Regions from separate parts of the Mus musculus genome. Here region 1 is linked to region 2. Evidence: chromatin contacts called from public promoter capture Hi-C data. All regions are on one chromosome and are shown on one strand. The core of a region is the stretch at or near the end of the contact, and the rest is flanking DNA. Distances in the headings are between cores, read along the strand shown.

Evidence for each region. Promoter capture Hi-C pulls out the DNA fragments that hold promoters and counts their contacts.
Region 1: a promoter capture Hi-C map of neural stem cells shows a contact between it and region 2. The contact joins the enhancer-like site here to the promoter of Sgta in region 2. A contact is called at or near these places in 2 of 39 promoter capture datasets (embryonic stem cells and neural stem cells), 4 of 115 datasets of contacts at active chromatin or transcription factors (astrocytes, bone marrow-derived macrophages and double positive thymocytes) and 3 of 9 other capture datasets (adipose tissue, liver and macrophages).

What each region holds. Positions count from the first base shown.
Region 1 is chr10:80,412,038-80,414,737 of GRCm38.p6, reverse strand. Tcf3 (transcription factor 3) reads left to right here. Exons shown (of 19, transcript NM_001164149.2): 17 at 1,401-1,533; 18 at 1,676-1,911. Among named protein-coding and RNA genes, the nearest start is that of Uqcr11, 6.6 kb to the right of the region's middle. Within about 2 kb of position 1,342, at least 33 of the 459 cell types and tissues checked have an H3K27ac peak or open chromatin away from gene starts, as enhancers often do. A contact at or near this core is called in astrocytes and neural stem cells, where this site is marked.
Region 2 is chr10:81,058,829-81,061,528 of GRCm38.p6, reverse strand. It overlaps Sgta (small glutamine-rich tetratricopeptide repeat (TPR)-containing, alpha), which reads left to right and starts at 1,258. Exons shown (of 12, transcript NM_001358550.1): 1 at 1,258-1,401.

The DNA.
Region 1 (2,700 bases), core at 93-2,592, 650 kb after region 2:
TTGATGTCTTTCCCTGGTCCCTGCCTGCCTTTTGAGCACACACACACACACACACACACACACACACACTTGTGACCAAGAGCCATCAGGTAGACTGACTGTTCAGGTCCTCAATGTAGCCTGTGTGCTGGTTTGTTTGGGGAGCACTGAGGCACACGGCAGGGCTCAGGAACCTGGCAAAATGGAGTGCTTGCTTTTCACATGAGGGCTTAGGACAGGCGCGGTCCCATAGGGGATGCAGTGCTTGTAGAGATGTTAGGCCAGCACACGTGGAGGGAATAGAACAGGGGTACAGAGGAGCCTCCAGCAAGGAGGCAGCCTGTGCACAGGCCTGTGGGCAGAGCAGAGCCCTCGTAGGGAGAACGAGAGGGTGGAAGAGACGGGAAGCTCTGACAAGCCAGTGTGCAGTGGCCTGTGGGTGTGGGGAACATTTTGCCAGCAGAGAGCAGGGTAGGAATGTCTGGCCTCTGCACCCTCAGGTGACGCTGGGAGCCATAAGGCTAGCACTGGCTGTGTGAGGGGCTCGGTGGATTGGGCGTGGGTGAGACTAAGGATGACGTCCACAGAGGAAGCCCCAGGCCCACGCAGTGTCTGCTGTGCATGATCTTATGCAGGCCCCCCTCAGCTCTTAATCCCTAGACTGTGTCTGCACTCCGAATTGTGCCTGTTGTATTTCAATGTTTGTTGTGGACATTTTCTAGGCAGTTCTTGTTATTGATATCCTGACCCAATTTCTCAGGTAGCCCAGGCTGGCTTTGGAATGACCTTGAATTTCTGGTCTCTAGCCTTGGCCTCCGAAGTCCAGGATTGATGCGTGTGCCAACAACCAGGTTTATGATTTTGATTTTGATTTTTTTTTTTAGACAACCTCACTGTGTATCATAGGCTGGTCTTGAACTTACAACCCCTTTACCTCAGCCTCCCAGTGCTGGGGTGACAGGTGTGTTCTTGTACCAGTCCACAGACTCTCCCCCTGCCCCATGGTTATAGCAGGGATTGCTCCTCCCACTGCTTTGGTTTTCTGAGTCAGGGTTTCTCTGTGTAGCCCTGGCTGTCCTGGAACTCACTCTGTAGACCAGGCTGGCCTCAAACTCAGAAATCTACCTGCCTCTGCCTCCCAAGTGCTGGGATTAAAGGTGTGTGCTACCAGTGGACAGCTGTTCCCCTAGTTTTAAAACTTGTGAGTTTGCCATTTTCAAACAGAGCAGGTTCTGCAGTTGCTGGTTTGCCATTTTCAAACAGAGCAGGTCTGCAGTTGCTGGTTCTGTGAAGGGTCTAGTGTGACTTCAGTGTCAGGCAGGGAGCCAGCTCCCAGTTGAGGGCAGCCATCCAGCCTGCCTCTCTCAGTTTGTTTGGAGCTGCGTCCTGGCAAGGGGCCCCTCATCCCTGGCTTGTTTCAGGACTCGGGAGGGCAGGCACAACAGCGGGTGCCAGCGAGATCAAGCGGGAGGAGAAAGAGGATGAGGAAATCGCATCAGTAGCCGACGCCGAAGAGGACAAGAAGGACCTGAAGGTCCCACGCACGCGCACCAGGTGCCAAACCCCACCCCTTGGGCCATACACGCACACATCACATGTTACACACATCACACGTGCACACAGACCCCGGGAGGCCCTGCAGGCCACCACATCACCTCACTGTCTCCCTCTGGCCCCCGGCTCCCCTCCCCCATAGCCCAGACGAGGACGAGGACGACCTTCTCCCCCCAGAGCAGAAGGCGGAGCGGGAGAAGGAGCGCCGGGTGGCCAATAATGCCCGAGAGCGCCTGCGGGTCCGCGACATCAATGAGGCCTTTAAGGAGCTCGGCCGCATGTGCCAGCTGCACCTCAGCAGCGAGAAGCCGCAGACCAAACTGCTCATCCTGCACCAGGCCGTGGCCGTCATCCTCAGCCTGGAGCAGCAGGTGCGAGGTCAGTGGGCGGCCCGCGCCCCGCGCCTCCGCGATGCTCCTTCCCTGCTGCCCAAGCCAGAGCAGTGACAGTCCCTCACCGACCAGTCCTTGCACCCCTCCTCCAGACAGGAGGTTCCCTGCACTCGCTGCTCTCTGAACTGACTGTCCCTGCCCAGTTTGCTACACTGTGGCACTAATGACCAGTCCTGCCTCATACTGCTGTCCCCACTCTGACTGTCCCCATCCACTCTTGACTGTCCCTATCCACTCTGTCCCCATCCACATTGACTGTCCCCATCTACTCTGTCACCATCCACACTGTCTGTCACCATCCACACTGACTGTCCCTATCCACACTGACTGTCCCCATCCACACTGACTGTCCCCATCCACACTGTCTGTCCCCATCTACACTGACTGTCCCTATCCACACTGACTGTCCTCACTCTGTCCCCATCCATACTGACTGTTCCCATCCATACTGACTGTCCCCAACCATTCTGACTGTCCCCATCTACTCTGTCACCATCCACACTGACTGTCCTCATCCTCATTACCTAACATCACATCCACCCTCTTCCACACCAGCTGTTCCCAATGTCAGCTGTCCCTTGTACCTACTCTGTCTCTGCACTGTCCCACAGGTTGTCTTTCTGCCGGTCACACTCTAGGTCGACTGTCCCCGTCCCCCCCCACCCCCCTGATCTCCTTCATACCTGCTGGCCCCAGTTCTGACTGACTGACCTCCTTCCTGCCTTGCTGATCCTGGGCCTGCCTCTGACAGGCCTGGAGTCTGCCACACTGGCCT
Region 2 (2,700 bases), core at 9-2,508:
GTATTCCCATGCAGACACCCACACATAGACATCCACATAATTCAAAAGTAAAGATAAGTTGGTTTTATTTATTTTTATTTATTAATTTTTTTTTTGGTTTTTCGAGACAGGGTTTCTCTGTATAGCCCTGGCTGTCCTGGAACTCACTTTGTAGAGCAGGCTGGCCTGGAACTCAGAAATCTGCCTGCCTCTGGCTCCCGAGTGCTGGGATTAAAGGCGTGCGCTACCACGCCCGACCTGTTTTTATTTTTATTTTTATTTTTTTATTTATTTTTGGTTTTTTGAGACAGGGTTTCTCTGTGTAGCCCTGGCTGTCCTGGAACTCGCTCTGTAGACCAGGCTGGCCTCGAACTCATCCCGAGTGCTGGGATTAAAGGCGTGGGCCACCACGCCCGGCTCCTGTTTTTATTTTTTGAGACAGGTTTTTCTGTGTAGCTTTGGCTATCCTTTGTAGACAAGGCTTGCCTCAAACTCACCGCGATTCCCCCGCCTCTCCAGTGCTGAGATTAAAGGCGAGCACCACCACTGTCTGGCTGCTAATCTTTGTTTTTCTTTTAGGCATCAGAAAGAAGTTGGGGTGTGCAAAAGATAAGTTTGTAAATAGGTTTTAAATATAAAAATAAGTGAAGTAGATTGTTTAGTGGTTAATCACACTTACTGCTTTCACAGAAAGTGGGATATGCCAGTTTCCAAGATGGGCGAAGTGGATGAAGAGTTCCGGGCCAGGCTGGGCTCGTAGTATTGTCATTTTAAAAAAAGGAAAAAGAAAAAAAAAATTACGAAAACAGGGGGCTGGTGAGATGGCTCAGCAGGTAAGAGCACTGACTGCTCTTCCAAAGGTCCTGAGTTCAAATCCCAGCAACCACATGGTGGCTCACAACCATCCACAATGAGATCCGATGCCCTCTTCTGGTGTGTCTGAAGACAGCTACAGTGTACCTACATATAAAAATAAATAAATCTTTAAAAAAAAAAATTACGAAAACAGAACCAAAAACTTCATAGCATCAGTTAGTGGCTTTGATTCAGATTTGTCTTGCTGAAAGCAGCTAGATCACGTGACAGACTCCATACCACGTGGTCTGCCTTGGTGCCTCAGGGGTCCGCCGCCGCCCCACCGTGCTTTAGGCCTGACCCGCTTGGTGACTGTCAGACTAACTTCCGGTTTTCCTGATGCCTCCAGAGGGCAGTTTCCATAACAACCAGCTTGTGACCCCCCTCTTCGCGTGACGTCACTTCTGTTTTAGAGCGAAGGGTGCACTTGAGCGCATGCGCAAAAGGAAACCTACACAGGAAATGGTTTTTTTCTGCGCAGGCGTCTTGGTCCTGAGGGCGGAGCTTGGCTGCGCCGCGGTGCGCAGGCGCAGCCGTCGGTGGGTCGGGTCTTCGGTCGACTGAGAGGTGAGGCTGGGGGCTCCGCCGTGCCCCGTATGGGCGTCGGGGGTCTGTGGGTTTAGCTTCGCTGTGCTCGGGAGCCCCTGGGACAAAGGTGGCTTGTGATCCGGACTTCTGCTCTCTTCGGGGTCACGTGAGCGGGCGGCGCAGAGAGGAAACTGAGGCAGACAGCGTCCCAACCCACCCCCACCCCTCGTCGCTTTTTCTCACGAAAAGGTCAGCGTTTAGGTGTGTGTGGGGCGGATCTCAGTTTTCTCGGGGCCCCTAAGGTCTAAGACCCTCTTACATTGCCATTCCTCACCCTGGTGACCTTGCTTAGCCTGTTGCCTGCCCACAGCCTCAGTTTTCCTCTTCTGTACAATGGACGTTGTCACCATTGTCTGAGCAGTTGTGGGTGCTCCTTCCCATTGGGAGGGTGTGTTTGATTTTGGTGCCAAAGGTAGGTAGTGTGTGGGTTTGAAGGGCAGAGGGCCAGCTGTGCATGCTAGGGCAAATAGCTTGACCTCTCTGAGGAGGAGTTTTCTTAAAACAATGGTAAGGCAGGTGTGCTGACACATGGGCAGAGGCAGGAGTATCGTGGGACTTCCATGCTAGCAAGGACTACATACTTTGTCTCAGAAAACGAAACAACCAAAAGCAAAGACTCGAGCAAATAGTCTAGAACTTTGGTCCACAACCTATAATCCAGTCTTTCAATTGAGAGGGGGAGACAGCTGGATCGCGGGGAGTGAGTTCAGGCCCAGCCTTGGATACCTAACACGGTGGAGGTAGCTGGACCACAACGTGAGACCCTGTCTGAAAATGAAATCGACATAATTAATAGTTTGTTTGTTTTGAGACAAAGTCTTTATCTGTCTCTGGCTGTCCTGGAACTCACTATGTGAGCCAGGCTGGCCTCAGCGCCACCTCTGCCAGGACTGTAGGTGCCACCACCTCATCTGGCATCATAATTAACGTAAAAAGGATGTCAGTCTGGGCCCGTTTAGTTGTAAGCTGGGCTTGCTGGCTGTCATCCCAGCTTGTAGGAGGCTGAATCGGGAGGATGGAAGTGAAGTTCAAGGCTATGTTGGGCTACATGGTGAAATCCTCTTGTCTCAAAAGCCAGGTTGTAGTGGTGTCCGACTTTGATCCCAGCACTCAGGAGGCAGAGGCAGGAGGAGCTCTCAGAGTTCGAGGCCAGCCTCTGGTCTACAGAATGAGTTCCAGGACAGCCAGGTTGCAGAGTGAGACCCTGTCCTGAAAAACCAAAACCAAAAATGAAATGTTAGCAACAACAAAAACAAAGAAAGTCAGTTGAAATTGTTA